Regions from separate parts of the Xenopus tropicalis genome. Here region 2 is linked to region 1. The links are chromatin contacts, called in public Hi-C maps. All regions are on one chromosome and are shown on one strand. The core of a region is the stretch at or near the end of the contact, and the rest is flanking DNA. Distances in the headings are between cores, read along the strand shown.

The links. A called contact is a pair of places that touch in the nucleus more often than the background predicts.
Region 2: a contact with region 1 is called in a Hi-C map of liver, with 5 times the contacts expected there. The contact joins two enhancer-like sites. A contact is called at or near these places in 5 of 5 Hi-C or Micro-C datasets (brain, gastrula embryo, liver and 2 more).

What each region holds. Positions count from the first base shown.
Region 1 is chr2:135,156,313-135,163,840 of UCB_Xtro_10.0, reverse strand. No RefSeq gene overlaps it. Among named protein-coding and RNA genes, the nearest start is that of grasp, 30 kb to the left of the region's middle. Within about 2 kb of position 4,145, at least 2 of the 11 cell types and tissues checked have an H3K27ac peak or open chromatin away from gene starts, as enhancers often do. A contact at or near this core is called in liver, where this site is marked.
Region 2 is chr2:135,245,820-135,253,347 of UCB_Xtro_10.0, reverse strand. No RefSeq gene overlaps it. Among named protein-coding and RNA genes, the nearest start is that of grasp, 60 kb to the right of the region's middle. Within about 2 kb of position 3,162, at least 6 of the 11 cell types and tissues checked have an H3K27ac peak or open chromatin away from gene starts, as enhancers often do. A contact at or near this core is called in liver, where this site is marked.

The DNA.
Region 1 (7,528 bases), core at 2,896-5,395:
AACTGTTTTGTACTTGCGTTAAAAATTACGTGAGTGTGAAAGTTTCGGATTCATTCAATTTTCGGTATTGTGACTTTCCTTGGGCCAGGTTGGAGCTGCAGAGTGCCATTGAGTCCTATGGGAGACTTTCCTTGGGCCAGGTTGGAGCTGCAGAGTGCCATTGAGCCCTATGGGAGACTTTCCTTGGGCCGGGTTGGAGCTGCAGAGTGCCATTGAGTCCTATGGGAGACTTTCCTTGGGCCAGGTTGGAGCTGCAGAGTGCCATTGAGCCCTATGGGAGACTTTCCTTGGGCCAGGTTGGAGCTGCAGAGTGCCATTGAGTCCTATGGGAGACTTTCCTTGGGCCGGGTTGGAGCTGCAGAGTGCCATTGAGTCCTATGGGAGACTTTCCTTGGGCCAGGTTGGAGCTGCAGAGTGCCATTGAGCCCTATGGGCTACTTTCCTTGGGCCAGGTTGGAGCTGCAGAGTGCCATTGAGCCCTATGGGAGACTTTCCTTGGGCCAGGTTGGAGCTGCAGAGTGCCATTGAGCCCTATGGGAGACTTTCCTTGGGCCGGGTTGGAGCTGCAGAGTGCCATTGAGCCCTATGGGAGACTTTCCTTGGGCCAGGTTGGAGCTGCAGAGTGCCATTGAGCCCTATGGGAGACTTTCCTTGGGTCAGGTTGGAGCTGCAGAGTGCCATTGAGCCCTATGGGAGACTTTCCTTGGGCCGGGTTGGAGCTGCAGAGTGCCATTGAGCCCTATGGGAGACTTTCCTTGGGCCAGGTTGGAGCTGCCAGAGTGCCATTGAGTCCTATGGGAGACTTTCCTTGGGCCAGGTTGGAGCTGCAGTGTGCCATTGAGCCCTATGGGAGACTTTCCTTGGGTCAGGTTGGAGCTGCAGAGTGCCATTGAGCCCTATGGGAGACTTTCCTTGGGCCGGGTTGGAGCTGCAGAGTGCCATTGAGCCCTATGGGAGACTTTCCTTGGGCCGGGTTGGAGCTGCAGAGTGCCATTGAGCCCTATGGGAGACTTTCCTTGGGCCGGGTTGGAGCTGCAGAGTGCCATTGAGCCCTATGGGAGACTTTCCTTGGGCCAGGTTGGAGCTGCAGAGTGCCATTGAGCCCTATGGGAGACTTTCCTTGGGCCGGGTTGGAGCTGCAGAGTGCCATTGAGCCCTATGGGAGACTTTCCTTGGGCCAGGTTGGAGCTGCAGAGTGCCATGAGCCCTATGGGAGACTTTCCTTGGGCCAGGTTGGAGCTGCAGAGTGCATTGAGCCCTATGGGAGACTTCTTGCAAGGTGAGCTGCAGATGCATTGAGCCTAGGGAGGCTTCAAAATCATGCACTGAAGAATAGGTTTTTTTTGCATTTTACGTTCATTCGGTACAAAAATTTCGTGACTTTCGGATCACCAATACGATATTATCGTGACTAATACGATTTTTTCGTAAGCATATTTGTGATATTTGCGATTCTAAGAAATTATCGTATCCAATCCAAATTTTTCCCATTCGGGATTTTAATGAATCGGCCCCCTAATGTCAAGCTCCCTTTTTATTGACTGTAAGTAACTGAGATTGTAAATGAGCCATTTGGTGTCTTCTTCAGTATGATGCCTTCTGCCTCTGCATAGGTTAAACACCTCAAAGGCTGACCCAGACCAGAACCTCATAGCTGGCTTCATGATAGAGCAGAGAGGGGATTTGTGCCATCAAAGGGGCTGCTTGTGAGTTTTTAAAAAAAATACAAAGACTTATCTGTGTAAGATTGTTTAGTATACAACATGTTCGTCAAACCTGCTGGCCTGAGCCGAAGGCTGTAGGGAACATGCTGGAAGTTTGGAGGGCCACAGGCTGGTCATTCATATACAAAGGGATACTGTTAATAAGCCCCTTTAATTATAATATTTTTAAATATTTTAACCAAGCTGTAACATTCAGTTATATTCTGTCACATTAAAGATTCAGATATTGCATATTTATTAAGTTCAAGCATCCGGCCAGTAAATGCTAATGAGATATTCAGTTAAAGATTCACTGGTCCTGCTTTGTCTTGTGGGATGCTGATTCTCATGCAGGCCCGGGCTGGCAATCTGTGGGTTCAGAGGGGCTACTGTGAGATGCCATAGACACTCACTATTTATTTGTTTGGGATTCTGTGTAGTTGAAAGTTAAATCCCAGTCCAGGCCTGCTCTCATCCTCACAGTATATCTAAAATCCTTGCCATAAAGCAAGACCAGACTTTTGTTGGAAATTGATTTTTTCATGGAAACATAAAAGTGTCCAGTAAAGTGACTTTTTTTTTTTCACCATAAAGGGACTGTTTTACACAATATTACACATTATTTTAGGCAATAACCCCCCCCCCCACCCCCACCAAATGAGATGCCTTTCTCTGGCTTTGGACTTGTGGAACTCCCAGTATCACAAATTTGCAATCTCTTTCCTTGATTGTTGCAGACAGTGGCATATTCAGGTCTCTAACACTTCTGTGTGGTCGCACAATGAAATTTATGCTTGTTTACCCCGATGTAAAGTGCATGCAGCGCGTGTGTGTGTGTGTGTGTGTGTGTGTGTGTGTGTGTTATGCAGACGGTTACTGGTAAAATCTGCATAATATTTTATGCAGCCAGTAGAAAAAAACTTTGCTGCCGAAACAGGGTGTCAGCGGCTGTACTTATTAATAGCAGCTGATTGGTTTTCAGATGTTTGGAACAGCGACAGCCAGATTCAGTGCTTCCTAACGTCTCGTGGCAGCTTGTGGACAATGGTACGGTGGTCCCAGAATTATTATTTAGGCAACAAGGGGAATAATGAGATGGAATATAGTGTAATTTAATGAAAGAGGAACAGTGGCTTCCAAAACAATATTCGTTAAAGAGCCCCATACAACACACTGATTAATATTAATAATGATCTGACCAGCTACCCTTGCAAACCCAGAGACCAGCAGCCAAGTTGCATCTCATACAGTTCATTAGCTCATACCCTAAACCACCTTCTTTCTACTCCTTATAGTTCCTCATCAAGTTCCAGGTACCTATAGGTACATAGAGTGTCCCATGTCCCCATGCCCACTGATCATGTGACAGCTTAAGGGGATGCTATAGGTGCCCATGTCTGTGATCAGCTTATAGGACCAATAAGAAATTTAGAAGAAAATAATAAACTGCTGGCTGGGGCTTCTGGAGTAGTGACTGCAACCAACAGAGGTTCAATAAGCCAACTGGCAGGACAAATAGGTGAGCTACAAAAACAAGGAGATGCATTTTCTGCTACAATGATTAAAGTAGGCAAAGGGAGAAGGTTTGGCTTGCTTCTGGAAAGTATGAGAGAAAAGGCTATGGTTTAGTGGAAGAGTGTCTTTTATCAGCCTTGCTGCCTATATAGGCCCCTTATCTACTATTGTCTGCATATTGCCATACAAGCCAGCCTCTAATATTTAGGCACAAACAGTAAATTATTCAGCGAGCTGCTGCTCTAGGAAGCCTGGATATCTCATTCCTACCCAGCAACAGTTGCAGGGGGCACAAGATAGAATAACTATTGACAATGTTGCATATTATTAGGCAATAATTAAGAAGATAACAAGTATTCATGTATCTGCGTGAGCATTTATTATAATAACTCTCAGTCTCTATCTAAGGGGCACATTCATGAAAACGCAAGTCCAAATCCCGAATGGGACAAATTCGCATTGGATGTAAAAATTTCTGAAGATCGCAAATATCACGAAAATGCTTACGAAAAATTCATATTAGTCACGATAATATCGTATTGGTGATCCGAAAGTCACAAAATTTTCATACCGAACGATTGTAAACAGCGGTAAAACCTTTCTGATTTTTTAGCGCAAGCGTACGAAAAAGTCACACAAGACACAAAAAATTTGGCGAAAATACGCTCGGTGTGCTCGAATAAATGCTCCGAGCGTTCGTGTCTTAATAAATCTGCCCCTAAGAGTTTTCAAGAAAAAAATATTAATCACTAGAAGAGTTGAAACAAACAGAGACAATAAAGATGAGCGGAGATGTTAGTTGTGTACAAAACAAATCTCTGTGCAAAAAAACTTACTTTGTGTTTGACTGTTGTGTTCCTTTCAGATTCTTCTGTTGTCCCATCTGGGGTGCAACATACGTGGTGCTCTGGTGCCCTCTATCTGCATTTACTACAATTTTTATTTATTTATCATTCCACATGCAGAATCTGCATCTAACACACAATACAGGCCAATTTTAAGCTGGCAATGAATTTAGCCCCGGCATCTTATCTGCACATGTATGGGGCCCTGGGCTGGGGAGCTCATCAGCCTGTAATCTGATTTTTTGCCCACCAGATCAGCCTGGTAGTGCCCACCTCAAGGTTGGCATATTGGGAAAAGAGACATTCGTTTGGCAACCTCACAAAGAGTGGATATTTTAATGTATGGCCAATTTTAGACACATCTTGTGACAACATGCATTAAGAGTGCTGTATAAAGGTAAAATGTATGATGATCCCTTAGCTTTCTGATATGTGGGCTCTCCGGGCATGCTTCTGTAGTACAGAAGTCTGTACAAGATGAGAAAGGAAAAGCAAATATCTACATTACAGAGTGCAGACTTGAGAATATCATGTCTCCAACTTTTCCGTTAATGCAAAGAATAAAAGAACTCTACAAAGTGGAAAAATCTGTACTTTTATGGTATTCCTCGTGTAAAATAAAATCCATTGACTCCTAAAATCTTCGGCTGTATGCTGGCAGTTGCAGTTTAACAGCAGCAGCTGGAGGGCCACAAGCTGAGCTTCCTTGGCAGGGAGTAATACACAGTGCAATAAAATGTTAGTTGTACCTTTACTTGATTATTCTATGGTTGCACTAGCTCCCTTTCCCTATCTAGTTCAGCAATACATCTGATTCCATCTCCTACATCTGTTCCAGTATAACAGAAAAGCTGCCAGCTCCAAGAATGAAGAAGGAAGTTCATTGCATTCCTAAACTGGTGACAGTTCCTGCTCTGTAGCCGATAGGCTCCTGAGTCGTGTTGTGCAGCGCAGACAAAAAACAAAGTTTTGTTGACGTGGAACTGGGATTTTCATTCTGCTTCTAATATTGGCTGCAGAAAATAACTCTATACTGCAGCCTTGGGTCGAGGCATTACCTGAAAGCATTGGCACACATGCACACTTTATGGACAATAACTGCAATTTAATTCAGAAGGCGGCAAAAATGCCTTCTAAAACCCCTCCTATTTGCCGCAAAGGGGGAAAAATTCCTTTCTGACTCCAACATGGCAATCGGACCAGTCCCAAGATCAGCTTAGTACCAAGAGCTACTTTCAATAACCCTGTATTTCACTTGTTAAAAAACCATTCAACCCCCTCTTGAAATATTACAATGAAACTTCCTTTCTTCTAATTCCAGCCCTTGTGTCTGCTTGAAGACCTACTGGTAAATATTTCGATTGTAAGCTCTACGGGGCAGGGAACTCTATCTTCTTGTCTCTTTGATTCATAACTTATAGCAAATGTACCTTGTAACTATTTTTTTTTCATTTCCATACTTTGTATTTAGGTATTTTTGTGATGACCCCGTTTTGTTGTATTAATTTACTGTTCTATTGTACAGCACTGCATATATAATTGGCACTTTAGAAATATATAAAGCATTAGAGAGATTATTATATAATCCCATTATATATTTATACATAGTTATCCTATCCCATTTTAAGCGCCTCTTCTTCATCAGATAACTCTTCTCTACTATTCTCCTACTACTTTGTAAGCAGAACAACATCAGAGGATTTTCCAGCACTGTTTCTAAACCCCCCACCCCTGACTGTAGGCGCAATACTACATACGAAAGCAGTTTTACCCAGAATTCACTTAGTGTGCCTGCACCTGGGTTGATGCAATAGCTCTGGGTGCAGGTGCCACAATCAGGGAGCAAATTATCCACAGGCAGAGAATCTGCCCCATGTGTCATTAGCCTGAGTGTGAAAGTAGCTAGCTGATCCCACAGCTGCCCACCAAATTTCATTTTATCCACAGTCATTGGCTACTATGCTCCAGACACCTCCTCTCCTTCTGCCTCTCAGTGCCGTGCCACATTTAAATGTAATTAAAAGGGTTATTTATTCACGGGAAGTGGAATTCTCCCCTATACAAAGCGCTGGTAAGGCCCCATCTAGAATATGCTGTTCAGTTTTGGTCCCTAGTCCTCAAACAGGATATTACTGTATTAGAGGGGGCCCAGAGAAGGGCAACTAAGCTGGTAAAGGGTATGGGAGTCAAAGTTATAAATAAAGACTGATCAAGTTGGGTCTTTTACGCTGTAGAAGAGGCACTTAAGGGGAATATTATAATTATGTATAAATATATAAGAAGTCATAATAATCTCTGTACTGCTTTATTTACCAGTAGGTCCTTCCAGCAGATACAAGGGCACACCCAGAGTGCTGTGAAGTTGTGGAATTTTCTTACTGAAGTGGTTGTACTGGCAGATTCATTGGATAGCTTTAAAGGTTCGGATTTTTTTTCTGAAGTGAAAAACTACAATGCTACTGAAATTAGGGACTGGTCCAATTGCCCTCCTGACTCAGGAAGATATTATTTCTGAGGGAAACTGGAGAGGCTTCAGCTGGGGTTTTTGCCTTCCTCTGGATCAAGCAGCAGTTAGGCAGGCACATAGACAAAAACGCTTTCTTGCCTTTATTCAACCTCATTCATTATGTCACTATGCAAAAGTTTCCTCAGATGCACAAAATCATTTTTGGCCAAATCATTAGCAAAAGAATCATCCCAATACAGAAATGATATTGAATCCCAATTTGCATTTACAATTTCAGAAAAATGTCCCAAAATTTGCATAATATGAAAGGAAAAAAAAAAAAAACAGTTGCATGACTTTAGACCAACAATTAGGCTGAATCCTAAAAGAAAGCCAGCTGCTGTATTACCAACTCTGACCAGGTGATGGCACTCCTGTCAAATTAAATGACTTCATTTAGGATATGGGACATTACACTCCTTGCGCTTTCTATGAATTCATTTTAATAAAGGTTTTCCTTATTTCATTGACAGATTTATCAAACACCAGCTTGCCTCCATTCCCACAGTACTGGAAACCCATCACAGGGACAAGGTACTTTAATGCAAAGTTTGGTGTGAATCTTCAACAGTAGCTCATCATAAAAATATATATATATATTTTTTTTTAATGTACTTAATAATTATAATTACTCAGCCTGCTCAGCACATTGCACAATTTTTATGGCAGGAACGGTATATGTTTAATGCATTTTGTATGGCAAGGGTGGAGTGTGCCTATAAATCTATGCTTTCACAGAATTTAAAGCATCACTGCAATTGCTGCATTATTTTATATATATCTCAGAGGTGACGGCACACACAGGAATTTGCACGCATAAATCAAAAGACATACAGGAGTCAAGTGTCAGATTTTGAAGGTCAGTTAGACACAACACATTACTTGCTAATGCACAACTTTGCCTTTAGAATAGGGGTCCCCAAACCTTTTTTTTACCTGTGAGCCACATTCAAATGTAA
Region 2 (7,528 bases), core at 1,913-4,412, 90 kb before region 1:
CTACCTCTAGTTTCACAAACTCAAAAATTGATAAGTAAGCCCATAAATTGCATCTTAGACTTCTCTATACTTCTGCCTTGCATGACCAGATGTGTCAACTTTGCTCAGCATGGATGCAAGGAAACATCTTCCGTGAGGAGCTTTCCTCCTGCACATCCCCTCTGGGCTAGGGGACTAATGGGCACCTGTGTTCCCTTAAAAAAATTGCTCAGGGTGCTTTCCTTAGCGCATTTGCAGAGTTACATCAGAAGAGGTCTCTATTTTTCCTTTCCAAAGGTACAGTTGCAGCAAGTGACCAGCAGGTGGCACTGTTGTCACAAAATCCATTACACTGACAATTAAAAAGTTAAATAGCTCTGAAAAAAATGTATGTAAAATATATTTTTTAAGGTTTACACATCCTTTAAAATAAAATAAAAGCTCAACCTTAAAATGTCTCGAAAACTATATTACTTGAGTTGGTCTGAGTGTATATAGCAGAGGGCTTTTTATGGGGCGAAAGGAGCAAAGCTCTTATGTTTTTTCCCCACAACGCACCTTACTCATAGGCACAAATCTTTGCAGTTCCCGAATGAAGCACAAAGATTTGCAGCCATGTTTGTATGCAGCACTGGGAGTGCCTCCTGGCACAACATGCAAGAGGAGCAGCCTATGGGCATCCCATGGTACAACCCTTGCTTAGTGTGTGACAAAGGGATTCAGAACCTTCTACTCAAGGCCTGTTTAGGGCCGGTATTTTGCATAGTGCTATTTTGCACTTGTGAACGTTGAGCTAGTCATAAAATCATGTGCAAGGCACACAGTGTGGGTACGGGAGAAAGTACTTTGTGCAGAATTTCACAAATTGTGAGGTGTCAAAAATCTGGCAAGCCATGCCCACAATCCATCCGACCCTGCTTCTGATCTGCCCAAACCCTGTCTCTTTCTTGGCAGTCAAGACAGAAATTTTTCGGCAGGCATGGTTTTGTGGCGAACTTCCACGTTCCTCCATTGGCAGATTTTTTTCACAAAATAGATGACAAAATTTGCATGGAAAAATTCCCCATGTGACCAAAAATTGTCGGCCGCATCAAAAAAAAATTACACACGACAATGTTTTTTGATGCATGTCCCAATATTTTTGATGCGCAACATTTTTGCCGTTTTGCGTATTTTTCACTGTTTCGCTAAACTTTTTAAAGATTTGCGAATTTCTTGGCAAAGCGAAACAGGACAGATTCACTCATTACTAGTCAGATCTTTGCTTTTATTTTCTAAGTTGTGGCAGACTGTTCTGGTAACTGCAATTTAGCATCTATGTTTATAAATCCACCCAAAGGTATCCAGAGTTATGGTCATCTTGGATTATACATTTAATACCATAATAGCATTGGTTCTGCCTATAGGGCTGCTGCACATTTATCCGCCCTCTTGATACTGACACCCTGCTTGAAACAAGTGGCAATGTGCAGTGCTCCTCTTATATAATGCTGTTATTTGCTTTGCACCTCTCTGTTACATCCAGTCAGAGTGACATTGTGTGTATGGATCTTCATCCTCTTGAATCTCAGTTCAGATGCCAGCACATTCTGTGTTAATGTGTGGAACTTGTAGTTCAGCAACAGCCAGGTGACCCAGAACATTTGAAGTGACTGGTCAACTGTGTGTAAATGGAGGTGAGGGAGAGTCAGAGTAAGCTATCCCGCAGAGCTTGCAGTATATGGAGCTGACACATGAGGGCAGTATATTCTTACATTTGCTAGAGAGAAGCTTTCGTGTCTGTAGTATAAACACACAGTTACAGCCTATGGTCATTACCAGTTCAGACTTGGTAACAGTCTTGACAGTTTATAAAGAGCCTCTCTACACAGGCAAGCATTCACATACATTATAATGGGCCTTTGCATGTGTGATCATACACACACGCACGCACGCACGCAGAAATGCTACAGGCTCAGACACACACAGTTGGACTCATTTATGAAAACAGGGCAAATTTGCCCCGGGCAGTAACCCATAGCAACCAATTAATTATTTGCTTTTTTAGCCGGCTGCAGTTAAATTAAAAGCAAATATCTAATTGGTTGCATGGATTGTTGCTCTGGTGCAAATTTGCCCAGCGTTCTTCATAATATTGGCACTGATTGGCAAGGAAAAAGTTGTTAACACAATATAGAGCCAGGATCTTTTCTATGAGATAATCCTGTCTAAGGTTTTACCCCATGAAAACTACAGTCTAAGGAGGTAGTTTTTTCTTAAAGAATTGAAGATTCCGTAATGTCATATGTAAAGAGATTTTGACACCAGAAAATAAGCCTTTTTTTACAACTATTATAACATATATCTTCATACCATAAAAGTGTTTACATTCCCTATCTGATCCCCCATGTTCCTCTATGAGGGGGCTGCCATATTTGTGCAGCAGGAGGCCGTTAGCATTAGAAGCTATAACTGACAGGTTGAAAAGAGACAGTCGGTGACAATTACTTACAAAAGCAGCACTATCAGGGAAAAATAATCAACATGACCTATAGGGAACTTTTAATGTACTTTAATATTTTGAAGAGTAGTTTTTTAGTGTCAGTATCACTTTAAGGCTGGGGCCAGGCCTGCACTTCTATAGAAATGGCCGGTGAGTGATATAACATGGTGAAGCCTGTCCATAACAATTGTTAGATATTTGATTATACATATAATGTCAAACCTGTTATCTTTTTACTGATGATAAACTAAATACACATATAAGAATATACATATACACTGCCAGACATAGCTGGAAATATATATGTTTTCCCCAAAAAATTCCACATACAGATTTGATTGGCACGCACACACTAACAGACACACATAGACAAAAACACAGACAAAACACACATACACCTTGCAGGACAAATATTATGTTGGTTCGTTTGACTCCAGATTTATACATGCTATTTCAAGTTGGCCCATTAAAATCATTTTTTTGTGTTCTTTTTATCTAAGTAAATGATGTGTAATTTGTATGGGATGTATAATTTGGATAATGTATATCTGTACTTTTGCCTGGAGCCAGTTTGATGGGTTAGTTTATCTACTAATATGTACTTGTGGCCGGAGTAAATACATAGCAGCGTGTATCTCCCCTGTGCTGAAATAGGAAGTGCGTCTGGGTGGGAACCTCACACAAGGCATTGCACAACATCCCAGAGGAAGGCAGACAGGAAGGGCTGGAAGAGACACATCTTACATTGCTCTAAAGCTCAGCTCTGTCTGTGTGCGCAGCCTTGTTCTCCCAACGCAAGCAGTCTCAGCCTCTCACGGTGTCATCCGTAGGGTACCCAGGGATTACGTGCATATTTTCTACTAAAGGGGCAGTTCATAGTCAAGTTAATGTTTAGTATCATATAAAATGTCCTATTCTTAGCAATTTTTAGTCTTCAAGTTTTTTTATATAGTTTTTGAATTATTTGCCTTCCTATTTTGCTTCTGTCCAGCTAATGCAAATGTTCATGGTATATGTTATTTGATAGAATATACAGATTGTCAGTCTGGCTTGAACTTTATACTGTGGAACCCATTTAGTTGGAACAGTGCTCTGAGGATGAGGCGAGAGCGTTACTGGAGAGCCTGAGAAATTAAGTCTCAGTAGGATGTAGAAGATCTTGAGGTAGGACTATCTATTTGAGGGTCAGCTCTTGTAAAATGAACACTAAGGGGCAGATTTATCAAAATGTGAGTTAAGAGCTTAATACATAAAACTCACCTATGTTCTATTCATTCCTATGGGGTATTTAGAAGTGTATTTATCAAAGAGTCCTAACTTTCACCCATTAATAAAGACACCTCTTAAAATCCCATAGGAATGAATAGAATGTGAGTTTTTATGTATTTAGTTCTGAACTCACATTTTGATAAATCTGCCCCTAAGGGTAAGACTGATAGGGCGAGGTTACACAAAGCATAGATCTGCTTCTCTCAGTCACACTGTCAGAAACAGATCTGCTTTCCTACACTGCCTGTGTGCCTGCACTGAAATATACCAAATCTGCTTCAGCGCAGCCACATGCGGCAGAGCAGAGCGTAGATCTGCCCAAAAATGCCCACTTTCACGCTTTACAGGCGGATTTTCACTCCATTCCACTGTGTGTGGCTGCACTGAAGCAAATTCCTATGGGCAGCATAGAAAAGTGTATCCGCTCCTCTAAGCCTGACTGAAAAATGTAGGACTGTGAGAAGCAGATCTACGCTTCGTGTGACCTCGCACATACACTAAAGGTAGTTAGAAGAGCATCCAGAGGCTCCAGTAAGGAGAGCTGAAGTGACAGTACCCTGGAACCACCAGACTTTTATTTCAGCGCTCAGAGGCTGCCCCCTTTCTCTGCCCCTCCCCCTCAGGATCACTTGCTCGCACAACCTAACAGCTCACATACAGAGCACTAAGGACAGGATGTGCTGAAGTATACTGCGCACCCCTTCCCCAGTCTCCATATGGGAGCAAATTCCACATGAGGCTGGGCGGCATGCCATTCCAAAAGTTATGCCGCCCTACACCTGGGCCTTTGTGGCCTTGCCACAAGTCTGGGCCTGGGAACCACCCATCAGTTCAACAATCACGAATATAGAATATAGGGATGTCCCAAAGAGGGGCACGACTGTAAGGGTCTGTCACATACAGTATATTAAGCCCCATCCCAAGGGATGTTTCTGGATTCCTGTCTAAGCTTTTTGCCTATAAAGCCACCTTTTGGGCCTGGCCCTCAGCAACTTGAGTGCCACCAGGACTTGCTGCATGAGAATCCACTGACACCCACAGGACAGAGAAGGAAGCCAAATGTTTACTGCATGGAATTAGCTAGTAAGAAAAGAAACTGGACTTAGTCAGACAGGACAGGTCAGAACCAGATAACAACTGTAGAATCATGAGGAAAACTCGAGATGAGGAACAAACCATGATCAAAACCAAGGGGTCAACGCAAGGGACAGGAGCAGGAAAGCACAGCATGTAGGAACTAGCACTAACAGGAATCAGAGCACATAGGAACCAGCAAGCTTGACCTATAACAGGCACTGATTGAGTTCAGAGCTGGGGCTTTATAGCCATACTGATGGCTAATAGTGAGCACCTGTGCCCAGTTTAACAGCAGCTGAAACAAGCCATGTTTGCTTAAAATGCAGGGATACCAAAAGTAATTTAACCAGACTCATAGCAGTCTTCTCATATAGTGCAGAGGTAGGGCAGACTGCATAGTAACCTGCAGGTCACTGGTTTAAATCCATGCAGGATATTACAGGGTCTTATAGTCTGAAGCTGGACACCTGTTGAGTGAGTACTACTGCTGGTTGAAACAACTAACTTGCATGTGTGTGTGTGTGTGGCTAACATCTCAGAAGTTGTGTACCATCTGAAAGGAGGATCTGTGAAACCTACTGAATGGGATGTGTTATTATAACTTGTGGATAAGAGTCTGTTTTGAAGTTTCAGCAACACAGTTAACTGGATACACAGACATACAGAGAACATTCACATGCTGTGCTCACCAAACCTTCGATGTTAGTGGAAGAGACTGCAAACCTGGAATTTATACCCTTCAGCTAATCAATTCAGATAGTTAATTCCTAAGCATACATGGACTAATGTATAATAACAGTGGGACATGCCAAAATATGTGTAACTGCAATTTGTTTTTAGGGAATATGATGATTAAATGGTTCAGAAGTATCTTTATAACCTTGCCAACTTCTAAACCCCACTCATCCCATTCTCTGGGACATGTACAAGAGCCATACCTAATCACAGATGCAGAAATGATACAAACACCTATGTTGGGAATCTATTATTTTAATCTAGCTTCATTTCAGTAAACATGAAATAGATTGGGACAGAATACTTGACAACTAATTCTAGTTTATTGTCTTTTATGATTGTTCTCCTTTGCTTTGAGGATCTCAGTATAATAACCATTTATTTAAATCTATGGACTTTTGTTATCTCGCAGATAGACTCTTCAGCACTTTCATCTCAAGTTCTGGCTTGTGCTTCTCTTTATAAAATAAACTATCTCCCAGAGACTCACCACCGCAGACATGTAACTCACATTTCATATTTTCTCAGTTGATACAACACACAGACACACAATGGTTCCAAAGCCATTCCTACCAGCCTAATTGTCTTTCATCTCTTGAAAAAAGAGCAAATTCTGTGCTTACTGAAGAATTAATTATTCAGTTATTTGTTTTAGAAAACTGTGGGTCTTTTGTTTTGGCTTTTGTTCATGGTTCATTTCAGCATTTATGTATGTATGTATGTATATATATATATATATGGCTACAAAATAACTTGCTAACAACTAAACAATAACACTAAAGTATATGTTGTTATGCAGTCTCCTCAATCTTAATGATTTGTTTCTTTATACTTGAAAGAGTATTTTCTTACAATCTCACACACATGCAACTGTTCATTCCTTCCCTGTCCATTCCTACAGGGCAATTTCTTATTTTCTCCATAAAAGTGTAGCAACACAATCCCAAAGCTCCACAAAACAAAAAAATTGGCAAAAAAATGAAGAGTTGTGGTGCGGATCCCCATTAGTGAGAACTAACAAAGTGATGGCTGGATGTTAAACAGCAATCACTGTTTCTAAGGCAGTTACTATTGGAGAAAATCTTAACAGAATAATTACAATCTTCCAGTGTAAGAAGCTTCTTTTTAATTTTTTTTCTTTTTGAGGGTATTAGAGAAGCAACTTGAAGTTAAATGGTAACCATGAAGAAGTGCCAGAGATTCACAGCTGAGATGAGAAAGGACACAAGTAAAACCCAAACACTCAAAAAGTTGGGTTTTATAGAAAAATAGTAAAAAGAACATTGTTGAAAAAGTCCAATATCAAAGTTAAAAGGCATGTAAATAAAATTCTCTGATCAGGGTTCCAACAAGGAGGACTGGGGCCCCATACACTTCATGGCCTGCACAAAATTGCTCCTATATGCCTAAACCCTGCCCTTTTGATAAAAACCCCATCACTTTGTTGGTAGGATGGGAGCCCAAAATGTGCAGAATTGTATGTGTGGAAATAACACAACGCACCTCATCACCCTGAGAAACCATCTGCATAGCAGAATTACCTGCTAAGCTTCATTTTTTTTTTGTTTTTGTGAACTTTAATGCCAAAGTTGCTAGATATATAAGGGCAGAAAGTGAGCAGGACATAGGCTTTCACTGGCATGCTACCTACTGCGTGCATCATTGAGTATGTACAAGGCAGGAGCAATAGAGGACACTAGGAACAACTTGCCTCTGTGCAAGCTGCTCTCTACATATTGTGCTGTTTTTTTAATATGATGAAAGGTTCACAGTGCACCTTACAAGATGGAAGATCATGGGTACAAGTCTAAACTGCATGGGCTTTAATGACTGCAAAACTGTGCTTCTGCTTAAACATGCACAATATTCTTGTTATGCATTATCACATATATATTCTGTATACTTAGGTTTACAATTGTTGAAATCAGTAGTGCTGATGCTACCAAAAAAAATTTATATGAAAATCACTCAAGTTAAGTTACCCTT